2 separate regions of the Hordeum vulgare genome follow, and region 2 is linked to region 1. Evidence: chromatin contacts called from public Hi-C data. All regions are on one chromosome and are shown on one strand. Each heading gives the region's core, a stretch centred on a gene start, on an enhancer-like site or on the middle of the called end of the contact. The rest is flanking DNA. Distances are from core to core; before and after follow the strand shown.

Region 1 (4,832 bases), core at 1,133-3,632:
ATACTCGGGATCTAGGTAACCAAAACTGCCCTTGACAACTGTGCTCACATGTGTGTGATCCATGGATGGACCAGTCTTGGACAGACCAAAATCTGAAACCTTGGCGACCCATTTCTCATCAAGCAGGATGTTTGTCGTCTTCACATCACGGTGGATAATGGTGTGCTTTGCACCGGTGTGAAGGTAGTGCAGCCCACGAGCTGCACCAATGCAGATCTCCAAACGCTGCCTCCAGCTAAGCGGTGCATTCTGGGTCTTGTATAGGTGTTCACGCAGAGTCCCATGAGCCATGTGGTCATATACCAGGATCATCTCGTTCTTGTCCTCACAGTAACCAATCAGCGACACAAGATGGCGGTGGCGGAGCTTTGACAGCATTTCAATTTCAGTCTGGAACTCATGTATACCCTGCTCAGACAAGGGATTGCCACGCTTGATAGCCACCTTAGTTGTGCCCCCATCGATCTCTCCCTGGTAAACTTTACCGAACCCACCAACACCAAGGATCCGTGACTCGTCAAAGTTCTTCGTTGCAGCCTTGATCTCTGCAAAGGAGAAATGGCGGCATAGGTTCGATGGCAAAGATGAAGCAATACTCCCAGTAGCATGCGACTTGTCTGAGCTTGAAGTGTGTGAATTGCCATACAGCGACAACGGCAGCCAACCAGAATGGCCATCACTCATGCCGGTATCCTTGGCCGTTTTCCTCCGCCTCTTGCAAATGAGGCAGCAATATCCAAGTGCAAGCAGTGCCAAACCTCCAATTACTCCACCAGCAATAGGCCCGACTAGTGAGCTCTTCTTTCCTTGCCCGGTATGCACCGGTGGATCAGCACTTGGGACAGGGTTGGGCCCCGCGAGGCTCCCATTACTAAGTTGCAGCTTGAACACCTCCAGCCCATTGAGAATGGCATCATAGTACTGTGGCTTGTTCCCTGTATCCGGATGTAGAGCCACCCAGAAATCCATAATCCCTGAACCCACGGTGCTGACCACATAGTCCTTGTACACTGGAGTACCAATACTTTTGGGATCCACCCACTGGATCACATCAGCCCCTGTCTGGGCAGTCTGGTTGTTGAGGTAGATGTTGAACACCCGCTGATTGGGCAGCGTAATTGGGGATTGTATCTCACAGAAATGGAGCCTCACAAGGTATGTGAACCCAGCATCCACCTGCACTATCCAGGTGAGATTGTAGGCCAAGTTCACATCCTTGTCAGGCCCCATTGATCGCGCCGTGGCATAGACATCCAGAGGCGCCACATATCCCGGCACATTGTCGGGGTAGGTGATTGTGATATTGGGATCGTTCGGGTAGGATACCCCAGCCCCTGCACCGTAAATGTAAGGCGTGTCGTCGTCCCACGACCGAGCCCCGCCGGAGTCCTTGGAGGGGGAGATCGCCTGGCCTCCGACGTTGAGCCGGTACATGGTCTGCAGAGCAGCACCGGGATCCATCGGGAATGGCTGGTTGTTGGCGTCGCCGGTGACGAAGAAGGGTGTGGCGAGGTCAAAGAGATCTGGGGAGGAGACGACCTCGATGCCGTTGATGAAGGCGTAGGCGTTGCGGCGGGCCTTCTCCGGGGTGAAGGTGAGGTCGAGGGTCGGGCCGGTGACGTTGACGGAGAACTCCCGGACGATGTAGGCGAAGTTGAGCGCCGTTGTGGTCTGGTAGGCGCTGAAGTTGGAGAGGAGCGTGACCTTGGCGGCCGGGACGGAGACGGAGAAGAAGGCGTCGGCGGCGTTCCGGTCGGAGTAGTTGGCCGGGTAGAAGTGCAGGCGGAGGAACTTGCGGCCGGGGCCGAGCGGGAAGGAGTAGGTGAAGGGCGCCGCGGAGACCCGCGCGGTGAGGTAGGGCACCTGCGGCACCGAGGGGTCCTGCGCCCCCGCGGCGGCCGAGGCGAGGTTCGGCGGCGCGTACTTGGAGCCGGCGTCGCCGGCCCACTGCCGGCCGTCCGTGTCGTCCCCCTTCCCCGTGGCGCCGCAGTCGAGCAGGATGTCGTCCCGCGGCACGAACGGGGCCGCGGGCGCGGGCGCGTCGCCCCCTCCCTGCGCCCACGCCGCGGGGACGAGCGCCGCGCAAGCGGCGAGGAGCAGCAGGAGGAGCGCGCATCTCGGGCCTCCTCTCATGGCGCGAGCTGCGTGTAGCTCTGCGTTAGCTCGCGGCTCACAGATCGCCCATCAAACGGCTCTCCCGGCGCCGATCTGGGGCAGATTTGCGTGCGGGTGCGGGAGATGGCGGCCGCGGTGGTGGTGGGGAGGAGAGAGGGGTCGAGGAAGAAGGTGGGAGTGGTTTCGGGGACTACGGGCGCGGCATTAAGCGGGGGGGGTCAGTGGTGGAGGACGCGGTGGCCAGCCAGCAGGGGGCGCGGCTGAGGAAGGCTGCTGCCGCTGCCAAATGCAAGCTGTGAGCCAGCCGAGCCAACACGGAACGGGGCAACGGGGCGAGGGGACCCACCAGCGACGGGGTCGGCGCAATCAGTGCCGAGAGAAAGCGAGAGGGCGACGCGGCGGGAGGAGGAGGGCAGGTGTGGGCCCCGCTAACATGGGTTAGGGGTCGCGACGTGCACCGTCTCGTCAAGAGATCCCGGTCATTTTGACGGTTTGACCTGCGCAGCGCCTGCGTTCCCATCTCGACTGTCAAGATGATGACAATGACCCTTTTTCTTGTAAAGGTACGTATTTCCTATTTATTCGTAAAGGTAATTTTTACTGCAATGTAGTCATTGAAAGGACATAAGGGCATAAACTATGGAGGCGCTAGAATGTTGTGGTTTCAACCTTCACGCATGAAAAAAAACTGCGGGGCCATCGTATGAATAGTTTCTGTCCAACCGAAGCAGCATCACCTCGGGTGCCCCACGTCCTTTCCCGCTTGTGCCTTTTCCAGTTCTACCGCCGTCTTCCCGTTCTCTTTCGCTCTTTCCTTTCTTTTTTTTACCTTTCTAACACTTTATTACGGTGAGGAAGCAGCCTCTTCTGCAAGATCCCGTCTCGATCTGCAAGCATCAGTCTTTTTCCCTTTCTCCTCCACGTCAGCAGGTCCTCCAACGTGGATCAACGGGGCAGCGGTCCAAGCTGGAGCGTTGGTCATGCCCTAAGAGCAATTTTAATGGGGCGATTCATTTTATCCGTTGGCGTTCGTTGGATTTTTTCACGATTTTGACCCATGGGATGAAAGTATTTCACGGAATGAACTCTGATTGAAACCATTTCACGATCCGACCTTTTTTGAAACGCCAGAGCCCGTGGCGTTGCAGACGTACATAGAAACGCCAGTCTAATGTGGCGTTGCAGACCCACTCAAACGCCAGTCTAATGTGGCGTTGCAGGCCACGAGTGAAACGCCATGGTCCATGGCGTTTCAATAACACACATGTTGCTGGCAGCATGCCGTGGGTTGGCTGGATGTCGTCGCTGCGTCCATAGTGGGTCTGCAACGCCAGCACTGTTGGCGTTTCACAATCGGCCTGCAACGCCACATTAGACTGGCGTTGCAACAAAAAAAAACGCCACGGTAGACAGGCGTGTCACTGTAGGGCAGCAACGCCAACACTGTTGACGTTTCACAGTGGGTCTGCAACGCCACGGTAGACTGGCGTTGCAAAAAAAAAAAACGTCACGGTAGACAGGCGTATCACTGTAGGGCAGCAACGTCACGGTAGACAGGCGTTGCATAGTGGGGCAGCAACGCCATGACTTGTGGCGTTTCTAAAAGGGTCAGATCGTGAAATGGTTTCAAATCTGGTTCATTTTGTGCTCATGTTTAGAAAAAAGGTTAAAACAGTGAAAAAATCCGCGTTCGTTTGGGTCAGTCCGCGTCGACCCATTGCCAAAACGCGTCCGTTTTGCGTCCGTGCGGATCCATTTCCGACCTAAATTTGTGTGTGAAATGCGTCGACGCGGAAACGAAGCGGACGCGCGCGTCCCTCGGTGTCCGCCCCCAACCAACGCGGGCAACATAATTTATGACGGCCGTGATACGTCTCCGTCGTATCTACTTTTACGAACTCTTTTGTCCTTGTTTTGGACTCTAATTTGCATGATTTGAATGGAGCTAACCCGGACTAACGTTGTTTTCACCAGAATTGCCATGGTGTTGTTTTTGTGCAGAAATAAAAGTTCTCGGAATGACCTGAAAATTTACGGAGAATTTTTCTGAAATTAATGAAAAATACGTGCGCAAAGATCCACCGAAGGAGGTGAGCCAGTGGGCCACAAGCCGAGGAGGCGCGGCCACCCCCCAAGTCGCACCTACCAGGCTTGTGGGGCCCACAAAGCTCCACCGCCTCCAAACTCAGCTCTATTTAATCCGTCTCGCCCGGAAAAAAATCAATGAGAAGAGTTCATCGCATTTTACGATCGGAGGCGTCGCCACCTCCTGTTCTTCATCTGGAGGGCAGATCTGGAGTCCGTTTTGGGCTCCGGAGAGGGGAAATCGTCGCCATCGTCATCATCAACCTTCCTTCATCGCCAAATCCATGATGCTCTTCACCGTTCGTGAGTAATCTCATCGTAGGCTTGCTGGACGGTGATGAGTTGGATGCGATCTATCATGTAATCGAGTTAGTTTTGCCGGGGATTGATCCCTAGTATCCACTATGTTCTGAGATTGATGTTGCTACTACTTTGCCATGCTTAATGCTTGTCACTAGGGCCCGAGTGCCATGATTTTAGATCTGAACCTATTATGTTGTCGCCAATATATGTGTGTTTTAGATCCTATCTTCCAAGTTGTAGTCACCTACTATGCGTTATGACCCGGCAACCCCGGAGTGACAATAGCCGAAACCGCTCCCGGAGATGACCATAGTATGAGGAGTTCATGT
Region 2 (4,832 bases), core at 984-3,483, 400 kb after region 1:
CATGGGACGAAGTAGCCCAACCATGGGCGGGCTTGCGTAGTGGCAGCGGAAGCAGGAGCGCCACGGCCACGCCCGCGGCCGCAGGGTGGCCTGTCGTCGGGGGGTGGGGGAGCCGGGGCCTTGCCCTTGTCGTTGGCGGGGGCGCCGGCGCGGTCGCTGCTGGCGTCAGGGGCGCGGCTGATGGTGAGCACGGTCAGGGAGCCCGTGCCCTGCCCATCCAGGCGGGCCCGCTCGTTGGCAGAGAGCTCCTCCATGAGGAGCCGGGAGCGGGCCTGAATGAAGGACGGGAAGGGGTCCTGCATCGGAAGAAGGGTAGCCATGACCTGGAAACGACGGCCGAGCCCACGAATGAGTTGGAGGGTGAGGGCGTGGTCGGAGATGGGGGCACCGACGTCACCGAGCGCGTCGGCGAGCGCCTTGAGGCGCCGGCTGTACTCGGCGATGGAGAGGTCACCCTGCATCATGTTGCGGAACTCGGCCTCGAGGATGATGGCGCGCTCCGGTTGGTTGTCGCGGAAGAGCAGATGGAGTTGGACCCAGACGTCGCGGGCGGAGCTCTCGGGGGACATCACGACGTCCTGGAGGTCTTCGGCGATCACCTCGTACATCCAGAGGACGATGGTGATGTCGTCGTTGCGCCACACGGCGCTTGTTGGAGCGGGGCCGTAGCGACGTCGAGGTGGTGCTGGACGTTGTGGCGGCAACAGATGAAGTAGAACAGTTGGCGCCACTTGGAGTAGTTGCCGGTCTCCATCTCGAGCTTGCGGGAAAAATGGTGAGAGATGGAGGCAGGGAGGCTGTTGGCGGTGGAGGGGCCGGCATTGGGTGTGGTGGCGCCTGGGGCGCCGAGGGTGAGGTGCGGGACCAGCTCGTTGCCGGCGGTACGCAGGGCCACCGGGGGAGGGACGAGCTCGCTGCCGGCGGTGCGCAGGGCCACCGCGGGAGGACGAAGGAGGGCGGCGCTGGGGGCGGCGGGCGGCCCGGGGGTTGAGGAAGAGGGCTCGGCAAGGGGCTGCTTGCCCCGATCGGTGGTGGGAGGAGCGCGAGCGGGGATGGGGGCTGGAGGTGTGGCGAGGCTAGCCGAGCGGGTGGCAGCAGGAGGAGTGTGAAGATCAGCTGAGCGAGTGCGGCGTAGGAGATGATTCATGGCGGAAGCGGAGGATCAAAGGCTCTGATACCAAGTTAAATAATGGAGCAATCACCACACATTGTATTCCATCCCTCAAGGGGTATATATATACAGTTACAGAGAGGTGAGGGAATCGTGGGGGAGAGCCACAACGGACGTGAGCCGGGCATGCAGCGCATGCGGTCGTGGAGGAGAAGGACTCGGGCAGGCCGTTAGCCACGCCGTGGGGATCCTGATGACGTGTTCCAACATTATTGACCTTATATTTCAAACATATTTGAGAAGTGTCGATAGAAACAAAATAAAGTGTTTAGTTATTTTTGATCAGACAATAACGGAACAGACTTTTTAAGTGTATAGGAAACCCGTTTGTAGATGCTCTTAGTCATTCTATGCCGGTGTTAATTTTTACTTCCCGACTAAATCGCAGATTATTTGCACCAGTACACAACCTACCAAAAGTTAATCATATTTTGATTGAGATTATTCAAGAGCATCTTCTACTATCTTTCCTACTAATAAAACAAATGAAAAAGGGTGAGATGATGTTAACAGGACGGCATGAATCGAAGAATCATAGTGGTGAACACCAAATTATAGAAAAACATTCGATTTAGCTAAATCACATCTAAATGCGTTCTAAGTATAATAAACTTGAATTCTATGACTTTAATTTTACGTGAAGATTAATGTAGTGTTTATTTTTTATTTTTTATGTTTAAATTAAACCATTTAGATATGCAATAATAATGACACATTTAGATGCACCCTAAACAGACACAAACAATATGTCTTTTTTACCTTTTTTTCGGGTGAATATAAGTTGTTTACTGATGCCATATAAAAAGCGAACATGTATAATAAGATTTTTTTTTTTTTCTGTTTACTTCGTACTCATGTCAGTTCCAGTATAATCCACCAAGCCTTCGAGAAACGCCAGAGCAATCCAATAAACCGTTCAACATGTAAAAAGAATAATAATCCAGAAAACAGAAGCTGGTTCGCCGTCACGGATTGGATCGAAACGGACGCGTGGTGGATTCTGTCATTGCAGCCGACCGCACGTCAACATTTGCGTGTATTTTGTTGAGCTTGGCCAGGCTAGTTCGAGTCGTCCACGCAAAGTCGTAGTGCTCCCGCAGGTCCTGAGCCGTCCGATCCAGATCCCACGCTCTTTCTCCCGTCCCCCCCCCCCCCCCCCCCCCATCCCCGCCCCGCCGTGGTCCTCCTCCGCCTCCTCCCCGGCCCACGACCGACCAGTCGACCGCCATCAATCTCTTCCCATCCCCACCTCCACCTCCACCTCGGTGCTTCTCTCCCCGTCATGCAGACCTAGGTCTAGGTGCTAAGGCTACCGCTAGCGCTAGGTCTAAGCTTCTCCCTCCGTCTCCGCCACCATGGCCGTCGACGCCGCCACCGCGCCCTCCGAGCTCGGCAGCAGCATCCGCGGCGAGGGGGAGGTCGCAGCCAAGCCGCGCCCCTCCGCGGCTGCACCGGCGGCGCAGGAGAGCCTCGCGGAGCTGGACCGGAGGTACGCTCCGTACGCGCGGCGGGACGCGTACGGCCCGATGGGCCGCGGCCCCCTCGGGGCGGCGGAGGCGGCGCGGACGGCCGTGGCCGCGGCCGTGCTCCTCCCGCTCCGGGTCGTGGCCGGCGTGCTCGTGCTCGTCGCCTACTACCTCGTGTGCCGCGTGTGCACGCTGTGGGTGGAGGAGGAGCGGGCGGGGGGCGAGGGCGAGGGGTACGCGCGGCTCCAGGGATGGAGGCGGGCGTGCGTCGTGCGGTGCGGCCGCGCTCTCTCACGTGCCATGCTCTTCGTCTTTGGCTTCTACTGGATCCGCGAGCACGACCGCCGCTTCCGTGATGCCGAGGTAGCAATTGTGAACTAGTACTTCCTATTTTCTAGTATTTCTGTATGCAAGGCGCAGCCCAGCGTGCCTACTACCTGTTGCCTGCTTGCTTGATACCTCTGCAATGGTAGAACTGGATGCTGTGAGAGCTCGTTATGTGTGGGACCTAGTTGTTCATGGAATCATGGTTGTGGTGCTTGTCTAGTCTGACGGAGTTGGAAATACACATTTCGGGGAACGTCTCTGCTGCGTGCTGCCTATCTGAGGAGAGCATGTCTTGTTGAGTCCTAGCAGGTAGATTGGTGTTCCCTTGCGGCTAACTTGAACCCCCGGCTTCCTTGGACTGGATCAAAATGTAGCATATGCACTTGCTTAAATTTGATCAGTGCATATGCCCATCCTGTAAGCCTAGCATGCCTTCATCAATATACTTTGTGAATACTTGCTTGCTGTTTACACTCATGAATGATGCATGAGGATTATTCCTTCTGGTGCAAATGTTTGCACTATTGGAGAACTATTGGTGATCATGGGGTTAAAATCCGTAGATCAAATAATAGGATGCAACTATACTGTGTTGAACCTGTTTGTTATTTAAGGTAGTATTCACTCATAGCTTTGTTCAAGGTCCTCTGTCATCTTCCCAGCAAGCGAAAATAAGACCGTTCGAGATAGTGAAACATTTTCCTGTATCCCACTTTATCTCCAGACAGTTATGTGCAAGCAGACGTGGTGGCGTCGGCCACTCAGGCGAGGGCATAGCAGTTTTTGACTTTGTACAGCTCTTCCCTTTTTAGGCCTTGGGTTTGTTTTGATTTGTTGTGCTTTTCTTTTCCGTGTCAGGCCACTTGGCCTTATGTCTCTTGCACCTTCTTGATGTTTCTTCTAACACAAAATGACGCATGTTTGAGAAAAAAGAAGTGACACATTACCTTTTTAGTCAGTGAACTATGAATTTGAACTAATGTTTAGTGTTCATTCTGAATTACATACGCCCAGTGGCGGAGCTTGCCAAAAATTGTTTGGCGGGCCAAGGTGGCCCATGCTGAAGAAAACACTTTTTTCTCTCTCTCAAAAGGCCCAAATTTACCTATACTCTTTAATGTTTTGGCTATATAATGGGCGGGCCATGGCCCATCTGGCCTTGCTTAAGCTCCGCCAGTGCATACGCCATATTAAATTTGTTCCCTATTTAAGATGGATGCAGATTGTGAATGCTCGGGCTTTGTTCCATAATGCTACATTTAACATACTTTCTTACAAAATATATATATAATGTTACATTGTTACGATGACTGATAATAGATGGCTAAGTATGGAGTATCTGTACGTATAAGGTTAACAGTCTGTTCGATAGTTTACCTAACCTTCTTTAATAACGGAGTATTGCATGCCACTGCTTTTGTGTCTATCGTAATATCCAACTGGCACTTCATTTCTTTCAGGGCAAGGATCTGGGCCAGTCTGAATTACTAGAAAGACCAGGGGCAATTGTATCTAATCATGTATCATATGTGGATATTCTTTATCACATGTCATCTTCTCTTCCAAGTTTTGTTGCTAAGGTACTTCAGTTATGTATGTTCTATTGTTGATCTATTCATATGATTTCTCGAAAATTATGTCATCAAAATATAATGATTTTGACATGCTTGTTTTGCACATGACTATCATTCTTGAAGAGATCAGTGGCCAGATTGCCCCTAGTTGGCCTCATAAGGTAATAGCATTTTCTACTGTGTTTATTTTAGTGGATAGTATATGGCTAGACAGTTGTTTGTATTTTGTGTAAACTGAATTTACAACATGATTTCTGTTGTGATGCAGCAAATGCATTGGTTGTATTTTTGTTC

The links. A called contact is a pair of places that touch in the nucleus more often than the background predicts.
Region 2: a contact with region 1 is called in a Hi-C map of leaf, with 5 times the contacts expected there. The contact joins the promoter of LOC123440818 here to the promoter of LOC123440783 in region 1. A contact is called at or near these places in 3 of 6 Hi-C or Micro-C datasets (leaf and seedling) and 1 of 1 datasets of contacts at active chromatin or transcription factors (embryo).

Annotation. Positions count from the first base shown.
Region 1 is chr1H:406,802,037-406,806,868 of MorexV3_pseudomolecules_assembly, forward strand. It overlaps LOC123440783 (receptor-like protein kinase FERONIA), which reads right to left and starts at 2,383. Exons shown (of 1, transcript XM_045117334.1): 1 at 1-2,383. The coding sequence starts at 2,133.
Region 2 is chr1H:407,197,703-407,202,534 of MorexV3_pseudomolecules_assembly, forward strand. LOC123440818 (lysophospholipid acyltransferase LPEAT1-like) reads left to right here and starts at 2,234. Exons shown (of 8, transcript XM_045117368.1): 1 at 2,234-3,000; 2 at 4,425-4,544; 3 at 4,662-4,699; 4 at 4,807-4,832. The coding sequence starts at 2,527.